4 separate regions of the Macaca mulatta genome follow, and regions 2, 3 and 4 are each linked to region 1. The links are chromatin contacts, called in public Hi-C maps. All regions are on one chromosome and are shown on one strand. The core of a region is the stretch at or near the end of the contact, and the rest is flanking DNA. Distances in the headings are between cores, read along the strand shown.

The links. Hi-C and Micro-C count contacts between places; a contact is called where the count stands out from the background.
Region 2: a contact with region 1 is called in a Hi-C map of blood, with 2.7 times the contacts expected there. The contact joins the promoter of LOC114676384 here to the promoter of BHLHE40 in region 1. A contact is called at or near these places in 3 of 14 Hi-C or Micro-C datasets (CD4 T cells, blood and liver).
Region 3: a contact with region 1 is called in a Hi-C map of blood, with 9 times the contacts expected there. The contact joins the promoter of EDEM1 here to the promoter of BHLHE40 in region 1. A contact is called at or near these places in 2 of 14 Hi-C or Micro-C datasets (blood and liver).
Region 4: a contact with region 1 is called in a Hi-C map of liver, with 3 times the contacts expected there. The contact joins the enhancer-like site here to the promoter of BHLHE40 in region 1. A contact is called at or near these places in 2 of 14 Hi-C or Micro-C datasets (fetal cortex germinal zone and liver).

Annotation. Positions count from the first base shown.
Region 1 is chr2:143,718,160-143,720,982 of T2T-MMU8v2.0, forward strand. It overlaps BHLHE40 (basic helix-loop-helix family member e40), which reads left to right and starts at 1,523. Exons shown (of 5, transcript NM_001257518.1): 1 at 1,523-1,863; 2 at 2,027-2,096; 3 at 2,357-2,464. The coding sequence starts at 1,784.
Region 2 is chr2:143,567,313-143,570,176 of T2T-MMU8v2.0, forward strand. It overlaps LOC114676384, which reads right to left and starts at 1,457. Exons shown (of 4, transcript XM_077993344.1): 1 at 1,395-1,457; 2 at 877-1,031. The region is part of intron 60 of ITPR1 (inositol 1,4,5-trisphosphate receptor type 1); the gene reads left to right.
Region 3 is chr2:143,920,917-143,923,674 of T2T-MMU8v2.0, forward strand. It overlaps EDEM1 (ER degradation enhancing alpha-mannosidase like protein 1), which reads left to right and starts at 1,323. Exons shown (of 12, transcript NM_001265750.1): 1 at 1,323-1,862. The coding sequence starts at 1,354.
Region 4 is chr2:143,486,608-143,489,471 of T2T-MMU8v2.0, forward strand. All of the region lies in intron 44 of ITPR1 (inositol 1,4,5-trisphosphate receptor type 1), which reads left to right. Among named protein-coding and RNA genes, the nearest start is that of BHLHE40, 230 kb to the right of the region's middle. Within about 2 kb of position 1,529, at least 8 of the 40 cell types and tissues checked have an H3K27ac peak or open chromatin away from gene starts, as enhancers often do. A contact at or near this core is called in liver, where this site is marked.

The DNA of each region.
Region 1 (2,823 bases), core at 273-2,772:
TTTTTTCCCTCTGTCAGCCAGTGGCCTCGATACAATTTTCCCAGGGCTGCCTTTCCTTTATTGCTCAATTTATCCTCTTCCTAGAGGTTCTGTAAGTTCAAGGGCAGGATCCGTGTCGGATTCATCAACAAACACAGCGCCTAGCACAGAGTAGGGGGCTCAACAAATATGTGTCGACTGCATGATTGCTAAGATTTTACTGTGTAACAGGCGGTTTTATTTCTTGTCTCTCTCATCCCTCCTGCCCTGGGTGCAGACCGCAAACAGCGCCGCCGAAGTTCCCAACAGGCAGGGAGAGGGCCGATCCGGGTTGGCACACCACGTCCCCGGGGTCTCAGTCCCTGGGTCAACGCAGAGGGGCTCGCGGTCCGCGGCGCTGCGACCTGAGCCCCGGCCACGTGAAGCGTCACGCCCTGCGCTGCTGCAGGGCAGGCGCCGCCGCCGCGGTTGTGTAACGCTGCAGCCGGAGGGGAGGCGACCCGGGCGCCTCTGCTCTGGAGGGGGCAGAGGAGGGAGGGAACACCGGGCACCGTGCCCGGTATCTTTCTGTGCTTGACTGGCCGGGAGGAAGGGGGTGACACTGGGGCACCCAGGGGGCTGCGCAACCAGGTGCCCGCCCGCCCGCAGGCTGTGCCCGGGAGCGGAGCTCCTGGGGAGCGAGGGGCCCTCGGCTCACACCCTCCTCGGTCAGGTGCGCGCGGCGTGCTCGGCGGCAGCCTCAGCTGCCCCTGCGCTTGGCTGTCTGCCCGCTTCCCATGGGGTGACATCCGCCCCGCCCCTCGGTCCCTCCCCAAGGCGGGCAATTCCTGGACGCGAGGGTGAGCAGTGGGGGCAGGGAAGCCAGGACGGAAAGAAACCCCAGCCTCTGGGGAAGGCTGGGGGGCCGGGCGACTCCCTCCGCTGAGCGCCGGTTCCTCCAAGCGGGCCGGGCGGGGGAGGAGGAAGAGGGCTGGGCTGGAGCTAGCAAGGGGATATTCCTCTCCCGGCTTGAGTCAGACGCGGGCGGATCCGTCCTCCCCCGTTCCCTCCCAGGAGACGGGAACTTACTTCATTTCCCTGGGGCAGGTTCGCCCACGTTACCAACTCTCCCCCTCCCCCAGCAGCCCCGTCCCTTCCAGCTTCCGCGCCCCCCACCCAACTGGGCAGGACCCAGGTTGCGCTGCCACCCCCTCTTCGGGGAAAGGCGGCCGCAGCCGCAGACACCTGGGGGCCGGGGCTGGGGGTGGGGGCTCCCTAGCAGCCGCCGGAGCGTTGTCCAACACGTGAGACTCATGTGATGAAGCCGGGGGAGGGCGGGCAGGTCGCTCCTTCCCTCCCCGGCAGTGGCCAGACGTGCCTGGAGTCACAGGGTAGAACACGTAGCTCCAACCCACCCACTCGCTCCCATTTAACCCAGCCCGCAGCCTCTCCATTACTCCTCGGCTTGTGCCCCCACCCCCCCCACTCCGCCCTAACCGCCCCCCCCCCACCCGCTCCCTCCCGCCTCCCCGCCCGCCCCACTTCTCATTCACTTGGCTCGCACGGCGCAGACCGCGCAGGGAGCACACACCGCCAGTCTGTGCGCTGAGTTGGAGCCAGAGGCCGCGGGGACACCGGGCCATGCACGCCCCCAACTGAAGCTGCATCTCAAAGCCGAAGATTCCAGCAGCCCAGGGGATTTCAAAGAGCTCAGACTCAGAGGAACATCTGCGGAGAGACCCCCGAAGCCCGCTCCAGGACAGTCCTCATCCAGACGCTCCGCTAGAGCAGACAGGAGCGCGCAGTGGCCCCGGCTCGCCGCACCATGGAGCGGATCCCCAGCGCGCAACCACCCCCCGCCTGCCTGCCCAAAGCACCGGGACTGGAGCACGGAGACCTACCAGGGTAAGTTGGCACTCCTTGGCCCTTCAAGCCTCAACTCCAGCCCCATGTTATGCGCCACTCTCAACTTGGAGCAGCTCCGGGCGCACCGGGGGGTTCTTGCCCGGCAGAACGCCTGCAGCCGTGCGCAAGCAGTCACGACCCTTCCTGGTCTCTCTTCCTGCAGGATGGATTTTGCCCACATGTACCAAGTGTACAAGTCAAGACGGGGAATAAAGCGGAGCGAGGACAGCAAGGTAAGCAAGTGCACCCCTGGGGACCCTGCGCTCAGCCCCTCGCGCGCGCTGAGTTTCCAAGAAAAGTTTTCTCGCTTAGAGGTTGGCGAGGGGATGCAGGGTGTGGGCTCGGTGCCTCTTCTGAGTGACTTGGAAAAGAAGGGGCAGATGATGGTTCTGGTGCTATTCTGCTCCTCTGCCGGACTCGTGCTGCGGGGCTGGGAGGATAGGCTTCTCATCTCCTTTCCCAAGCGCCCACCGCCTCCCCGTGCGTCTTGCAGGAGACCTACAAATTGCCGCACCGGCTCATCGAGAAAAAGAGACGTGACCGGATTAACGAGTGCATCGCCCAGCTGAAGGATCTCCTACCAGAACATCTCAAACTTACAGTAAGTGAGAAGCTGGCCCCTTTCCAACCCAGTCCTTTGCCCAGAGGGCGGGCGGGGGTCACTCGCCGCCTGCAGGTTCCGCGGGGAACTGCAGACCAGACGGGCGGATCAGAGCTGGCGGGTGGCTCTGTGGTGGGGTCCTCCTCCACAGTCCTTGCGTTTTCTGGCTGACTCATGCAAATGAGGCGAGAACCGCTTGGACCTCTCCAAGTTGGCTACAACACCAACTGGCCTTCCTTTTCAAGAGTTTAACTTCTGGTGATTTTCAGGATTCCCTAGTTTTTCTAACTTAAAGGAACACGCCAAGCAACACACACATTTACCCCTTTCCCTCCACCACTCCCCCCACCTTTTTTTTT
Region 2 (2,864 bases), core at 207-2,706, 150 kb before region 1:
CTCTTGTCTCTAAAGTGTTTGAGCGGGTCCTATCTTTAAATCTTCCAGAGGCCAGTTTTGAAGTTTTCTGTTAATCACCTTACTTTCCGGTCACAGAAAACTCTGGCACACTTTTGGGTTTCTGTCTCAATCGTGGAGACTTAAAGGCGTCTTGTGAGCAGTCACTTGATGAGGATTAAGAGCCAGAGTGACCTGTAGCCCGCCACCCACCCAGCCCGGTCAGAGCCCGCTGCATGGCAACACTCTGAGAACCCGGGCGTTTGGTGTGCTTTCCCCATCCACATCATTCTTTGATTATATGAGACATCTTGTCAGAAAAGCTAAAAATCTACAGTATCAAAGAATTATTCTCTGAATGTTAAAGTTGTTGCAGAACCAGATGTTCTGTGTGCTAAGTGGTGGCTCAGAGAAGCATCAGATCTACCAGCTAAACGGTGGTGCCTTCTTGCCTGCGCTATCTGCTGTGGTGTTTGGTCTTGAAACCACAGGAATCCCTGCTGGGGACTCCTAAGGGAGCATTAGCCCCATCACGGTAGCAGCTGGGGTGCTCAGCTGAGTCATTTGGTGTGGGTGGGGGCCGGGGCCCCATGGGACCTCAGAGCTGCGGTGCAGAGGCTACAAGACCACCTGCGGGCCCCGATTAGTCACACCCTGTGGAGGCAGCCACAGCTGAGACGAGGCCCCCACAAGCCTCCCCCTTGAGCAGGGGCATCCTACCCACTGCTGCTGAGAGGGAAAATTAGGTGATCTCTTGAATGAGCCAACCCCAGGAGGCTGTAGCTACTCTAGTGTGGAGGACAGAGAAGGGACAGCTGATGGGCAGTGGCAGAGATGGAAGGAAAAGCAGGTTGGAGGGCTCACTGCCCTCTTGCTTACCTTGTCTTTGAGACAGGCTCTTTTAGGGTATGTGGTCCTCAGGAAAAATACCTCTTGCCTAATTGCAGAAGGCTGGGATGTTGGATTCTTCTGCAGCTCTCCTTTAGCCCATGGATGAAGATCCCAGAGACTCCTGGAGACTTGTGGAGTGACATCTGCCAAAAGGCAACCCAAGAGAACCAATGGAAAAGGCCTCAGATGCCACTCAGGCAGGGAGGAGCCCAGCTGCCCTGAGAGCAGCTCCTTGCAGACAGCAGCATCAGAGATAGCAAATGGGTTTTCATCTCAACCCACACTGGGTCATAGAATTCACCTGGGGCACTGTATTGAGAAGGGTTCTTGGAAACCCAGGCTGACTTGGAAAGAATGACATTTGCGGAGTCATGAATGAAAGAGGTGTCTGTGTGCAGAGCCCTGGCCCTCCCTGCCTAGACCCGTATCCCAAGGGCACATTCCCTCCATTGGTGGCTGCTCAGCCATGTGAAAACACAACAGCCTGTCTAGATCAGATATTTCACCTTTCCTAATTCCTGCTGGAACTGGCCTGCAGACAAGGTGACAGGACCTCTTCTCGCTGTTCATCTCTGGAGGGAGGGAAAGAGGGAACATGCAAAGAAGCTCTGTCTTAAGTTGAGAACTCTGCAACCAGCTGTTCATCCACAGGTTAATCTTGTTTAAACATAATAGATAGAATATTTCCCTCTCCCCTTTTGGTCTTACCCTCTCTCCTTTCACTGGAGATGGGAGTATCCCCCTCAAAGCTGGGGCCAGGCTGATGCCTACCATGAAGTCCTCACTACCCAAGAAGTGGAGGCAGCAGATCCAAGGTGAGAGTTTCTGCTCTGTGCCTTCCCGCACCACATGACCTTGGGCAAGTCATGGGACTTTGCTGACCTGGGTTTCCTGTCTTACATCGCGGTTCATACCACCTCACACATCCATTGGGTGGTAGACATGAGATAAATGAGACCTGGCAGATGGGAGGCACACATGGAGGGAGGGAGCAGGTGAAAGAACAACTGAGCAACAGGCCCAGAGCACAGCCAGCCAGGAAGCAGGGGCTGCGGGGCTGACAGCAGAGCTGACAGAAGCATCGTTTCCTATGGTTCCAAGACTCTGCAAGACTCCTTGGCTGTGGGCATGCTGTCACTAAGAAAAGTGAGAGTGGGCATCTTGACTCTTAAGAGCCTCCTCCCCTGGAAAATCCCCATGTCTTCCTCGCTCTTGAACTTTAAATCTGTAAGCGTGCTTAAAAGTTGAGGCAGGGCATGGTTGACATTAGCGTTCTTTGTTGAATAGGGCACAGATACTTGTGAATTCCATCCATGTCTTCAGTGGTTTCCTCTACTTGCTTTTACTGCCCAGAAGTAGGGCTTTCAGTGATTTGGGGAGTGGACCCCGAGTTCTGTGTATTCAAGGCAAACCTTAGATTAATCATGAAATCATTCATGGTTCGCTGGTAGATTTGTCCTTCAACTCAAGCACCTGATGGAAGGCGATGCTGTCGAGTACTCAAATGACCAGGGGAAGTGAACCCTCCTCCACTGTATCTCACAGTGCCACTCAGTTCCCGAGATGCAATTTCATATTCATTGACTTGGGCCCCAGACAAGCCTGTGCTTTCAGAAAAATGTGACTGAGGTGACCTGACATAGCCCTTGGCAAAATCAAGGGAAGAGAGAAAAAAATTTCCTTTCCCTGCAGGAACTTGAATTTGGTGCCATCATCGTTTTGGTGATAGCCTTTTTTAATAAGCAAATTTTTATTAACCTTGATCTACATTTAAGTTTTCACAGTAATTTATATGCTGCACACCCTTTTTTGAATAATTTTAGCACTGTTTGGCTTTGCTCTAGTGCCAACTAAACTGAGAATTTGTGTTAGTCTACAGATGATGATTTGAAAGGCCATGCTATTGGAGCTATTTAATCGAAGTAAGTGGTGAATTCATCATGAGCACTTTGCCTGACAGAATTTAGATACTGCAC
Region 3 (2,758 bases), core at 73-2,572, 200 kb after region 1:
TTGGGGGTCTAGTCAGGTCTTGCTTCCCAAGCTTTTCAGAAACCTTGATGAAACAGGCATAGGGTCTAAACTTAGAGCAAACCTTACAGCCAACTCCAAGTGCAGCAAGCAAAATAAATAAAACGTCTAAACCGTTGAATCTTTATGTGAAAGCCATAGCCCTTTAGAGCTAACATTTGCAACATTCTTAATTATAGGAAGTAGATATAGAGGAGTAAAGTGATTTAACTGGGAATCTACCCCACACCTCAAAAGTTAGGTCGTTAATTGCGGGTGCACAGGAGAGATGGTGGGATGGGAGGGACAAGAGAAGACATATTTAGATACATCTGGTTAATAATTTGGTGGTGGTGGGAGCCTTGATTCCCACCCCCAACCCGCACCCCCCTTTTAAAAAAATCCTATTGCCGAGACAAAAGCAATATAACATAATTTAGTATTTCCTGAAACTGCCGGTTTCTAGGAACTGCCCAAGAGTACCTATACGCACATTCCCGAGACACTGGAGTTGGATAGGTCTAGGGAGGGATCTGGGGATATGCGTTTTACAAGCATCAAGAGCGATTCTTAAAAATTGGGTGTTTAAATCAAAAGATTTATGATCTTTATGTGGCCTGCAGTTAACTGTTTTGTGCACTCCTTGAGCTAAAAGGTAGTATCCCACCCCCTCCATAAACAGACACCTAAGTTATAAAACTTCTGCCCTAGATATGCAAAAATAGTTCCTTTTATACAGAAATGATCCTTTCCTTCTTTTCAGTATGTATCTTTTAACTGTCATCACTCCTAACCTAGACCTAGAGTGGTTTTGTTCCGGTCCCAGCTCTGCCGGACACACGCTCTGCCCAGAGAGAGACCCGATCTACCCAAGGCCAGGCGGCCTAGGGCCACGTCTGTGTCTAGCGTCCGGCGGGCGCTGCCGTGCCGCTCTCCCATTGGCTGGAAGTTCCCTCGCCTGGGCCGGCGCGGCTCCTGCTCGCCACGCCAGCCCGTCGGGCTACCGACCGCCCAGGGGGGCGGAGCTTGGAGGGACGGGGCGGGGCCCGGGTGAGGGGCGGGGCCTCGGGGCGTCGCGGACGTCCCGGCGGCCTACGGCGTGGGAGGGAGTCCTGGGCCGCGCCCCGCGAGGCCGGGCCCTGGCCGGGCCAATCCCGGGCCACCGGGCGAGCGAATGCTGGGCCTGGCGGGCCCGCCCGAGAGCCTGGGGGTTGGGGACAATGGGCTAGTTCCTGGTGCGTCACGGGGGAGTTCCTTAAAGGGGAAGTGAGCCGGGCTACGGGGCGAGCGCGGGGTGCGGTGGTCGGCGGGGAGGCCCCCGCGCTTTAAAATAATGCCCGCCGCGCCCGCGCGACCATGCAATGGCGAGCGCTTGTCCTGGGGCTGGTGCTCCTCCGGCTTGGCCTCCATGGAGTATTGTGGCTCGTCTTCGGGCTGGGGCCCAGCATGGGCTTCTACCAGCGCTTTCCGCTCAGCTTCGGCTTCCAGCGTCTGAGGAGCCCCGACGGCCCCGCGTCGCCCGCCTCGGGGCCCGTGGGCCGGCCTGGGGGGCTATCTGGACCGTCGTGGCTGCAGCCGCCGGGGACCGCGGCGACGCAGAGCCCGCGCAAGGTTCCGCGGCGTCCTGAGCCGGGGGTGTGCGGCCCAGCCCACTGGGGCTACGTGCTGGGCGGCCGGGACCGCGGCCCGGACGAGTACGAGAAGCGCTACAGCGGCGCCTTCCCTCCGCAGCTGCGTGCCCAGATGCGCGACCTGGCACGGGGGATGTTCGTTTTTGGCTACGACAACTACATGGCGCACGCCTTCCCTCAGGACGAGCTCAACCCCATCCACTGCCGCGGCCGTGGGCCCGACCGCGGGGACCCGTGAGTAGCCCCCGCCGCCCGGGGCCGCGCGCCCAAGCGCTTCCTTCCGCCCTCCGCTCCGGGGTGCAGCCGTCTGTCCTCCGAGGGCGCCAGGGCCGTTAGGGTCCCGGGCAGCGTCCCCGCACCGTGTCCCGCCTGAGTCCCTGTGAAGACACCCGAGCTTGAGGGTGCGGGGTGGGCCGGTGGCCTTCCTCTCCTGATTCTCCCGCAATCTCCAAACTTCAGAACTGCTGTCCAGCTCAGTGTCTTACACATGAGGAAACTGAGGTCCAGGACCAGAAGGGACAGTGGCAGTGCCAAGGGCTGGCTTGGAGGGCTTTCCACTTCCATCTTGAGCCCCTCCTCCGGATGAACATAAACTCTAGATGAAATCTCCATGCTTCCCGTGTAAACGCAGCTTCAGAACAAGTCTTTTCCCCGTACCCCCACCTCCATCAGATTGCCACACCCACGTCCTTTCTGTGTAAAAAGCCAAGAGTTGACTTCTCCAAAGCCGTCCATTGAGTTTGAGGCAGAACGGGGTTACAGCCTCTCCTTCACAGGGGCTGCTTCTTACGCTGAGGATAGGTGGTGGGGAGGGAAGCTATGTGGCCCACATTTGGGGTCCAGATACTTGAGGTGAAATTTATTGGATGCTGAATTGACTGTCAACGTCATTACCCTGTGCGATCTGTCCTATAAATCCCCCCCTCTGGTGGCGTGGTTGTCAGGGAAGGTCAGCCAGCCCTCCCTGTCCACCAGCCTTGTTTGCAAAGGCTGAGCTCCAAGGTTCACCGCTGTTGACGTCCAAGTCCAAGAGAGCAGTACACCCAGCTAAGGACCTCTTACCTGTAGGGAAGGAGTGTGCATTGCCATAGACCCTGTTAGTCCAAATAGGTGACTCCCCTCCCCTAGAT
Region 4 (2,864 bases), core at 279-2,778, 230 kb before region 1:
CTCATCACCACCCCCATTATAATCGATTGAGCACCTACCATGGGTCAGCAAGGCCCCCAAGCTGGATGCCACAGCTACAGGAAAGGGAGACACCATTGTCTCTGCAGTTGAGGAGTTTGGATCTCCCTGCATACTAAATCCCTTCTTTGTGAAAGTGTCGACTCTGTCTTTCTCCTTTTGGATGTTGTATGAAAATTCAGTCCTGCCTTAGGATAAGCTCACTGGGAATCACAGCACTCCAGAAATTCTAGATTTCATTGTCCAGACCCTAGAAGATTCAATTTATGGGAATCCACAAATAATGACATACAGTGCTTGCTAGGCACTCTCATGGAGTTTGCTCCCTTATTATGAAACCCTGTCATCCATCACATCCTCACCTAAAGCCCTGAAATGCCTGGAAGCCAAATACAAGTTACTTCCCAGTCTGGCATAATGGGCTCCCAGGGGTGGTGTCCCCAGGTCTCCCAGCATCAACTCTCCCTGTCCCGGCTCCTGCAATGGTGATAACATCTGAGGATAGATCGTGACTCCCAGACTTCTACCTGGCTGCCATCAGAGCAGGGTTCACATTGAATCCTCTGCTTGTGGGAACAAGGAGACAGTACCACAGCCCATGGATTTTCCAGAAACGAGTGACACGTTGTCAGGTGACGGGATCACGCTTGTCTTGAAGAGAACTTCCTGCTTTCTTTCTCCCCACTCTGGTGCCACCCGCTTCCTGCCAGCCCCCAGAAGCAATATTTCCTTGTGGCTTGATGTTTTGTAGCAAGTGGAAAACTATAAAATAAGCATTTGCTTATGAATTAATTTTTGGCACACACGGGGCTCAGCAGGGCTCACGGCACTTTCATATCCGTCCTTCGAGTCCTTGCCAATTTCTGTGTTCCTTCCTCCTAAGATGTTCCCACCAGTGTCTGGGGGAAGTTCCCTTCGCTTCCTCTTCCTTACAGAAGGACAGGGGCTGTCCTTACCTGGAATGAAGAGTAGGAGAGGCTATCTTTGGACATACCTCGTTTTTTATTTTTCTTTTTTTAAGCCAATACAGATGTTTTGGGATATGTATGTTGACGTGCCCATAGAGAACCTCCTAGCACATTATGGGGATAGATGGTTAAACATTTTTTTGGACTAATTGCTTCTGGTTTCAGAAGCACCGGGAATTTCATGTATCAAATGGCTGCCCACGTCTATTCCTATGCCAAAGTCTAGTCTACAGACACACCCGAAAAGGGTTTTCTTTTCTGCACGTAAGCAGCTAGAGATGGAAAATGTGAGAAGTGCTCCATCAGGAAACTGGCCTGCGAATTCAGCAGAGAGAGTGATCCCTGGTTCATGAGGCCTTTCCTACACCACACTCTTTTTTTTTTTTTTTTTTTTGAGGTTGGCTTAAGAAATCAGCCCAAGAACCAGTGTTAGATAGGAAATCTCACATCCCTTCCAGAAGTCACTGCAACACAGTGTGGGAGGGACACGTTGGTTGGGCTACCTCTGACCCCAGTTAGCAGAGAGATGAGGGTGGAAAGGGTAATTTGATTTGCCTCTGCTGGAAACGGAAGGCCAGTTTGTGAGGAAGATCAGCCTTGGTTTGACAGGGCAGTCACCCTGAGGAGGAGGAAAAGATTGGTGTGTGAGCAAGTTACGTAAATGGGTGTTGTTTTTGGCAGGGAAGTCAGGAATGAGTCACTTCTGAGCGGTGTTTTCTAACCTCAGTTTTATCCATGTGGGAAAGGAGTGGAGCCAGCATTGGAGTCAGGGCAGCTCTCCTCCTGCATGTGAGGGGTTCGAGAGCTGTTGGCATTAAAGAAAGAGGGAGGCAGTGACTTGTCGCCAGCAGGCGTCCCCAGAGACCCTGCCCTTCCGCTGAAGCTGTGAGGGGTCAGCAAAGCTGTCCCAGGTTGGCTCAAGGACCAGCTGGGCTCCTTTGAGAAATGGTGGAGTAAAGTTGGGGACTCGGGGAGGACCCCTGGAAGGAGAGAGCCTATCACATACAGGAGCATGGCCTTCAGACCACAATATTTGTGCTGGAATTCTAGCTCTGCCCCTGCCAGCCTTGAGTGACCTTGGGGTTTGTTAGAGCAACTTTGAAACTCAGTTTCCTCATCTGCAAAATGAGGGTTGGAAAAGCCTAGTCCCTTCCTTATGGAGTTGCAAACAACATGGGGGTAAAGTGTGTGGTCCGGTAGACATGTAGAGGTGCTGCCGGAGCTGCTGATTTTGTGGTGTGGGTACAGCCTGGGCTCAAGCCCTGCCTCCTACATGCCCACATCAGGACTCCTGGCGAAGTCCACCTCACTCATCCCACTGGTTCCTGACTTGGAGAACAGGATGGTGACAGTTCCCACCTCAGAGAACTCCTGAGATGGTTTCATAGACTATTTATAGAAAGCACCTCACGCAGCGTCTGGCCAATACAAAGATCTCAAGATGATGTTCTTATTTTTATTTGTTCGTATATGTTTTTAAGAGATGGGGTCTTGCTATGTTGCTGAGGCTAGACTTGAACTCCTGAGCTCAAGCAATCCTCCTGCCTCAGCCTCCTGAGTAGCTCGGACTATAGGTGCTGGCCACCATGCTTGGCTCTAATTAATAATATTTTTATTTATTTTAAATACATGCTGTATTTTATGAAAGTTGTTTTCTGTCTAAAATCCTACTTCTGATATTTTCCATTTTTGCGTAGTGGTTTATCATCCAGCGGGCCTGGGGGACGCTCTGTTTTATGTTATTTACACACTCAATTGACCCAAGTCCCTCTGACTGTATATTAAAAATGATTTTAGAACTCCAGGACATTGGGAAATGTCATTGCCTTGGGTACAGGTTATTTAGGTTGGTGCAAAAGTAATTGCAGTTTTTGCCAT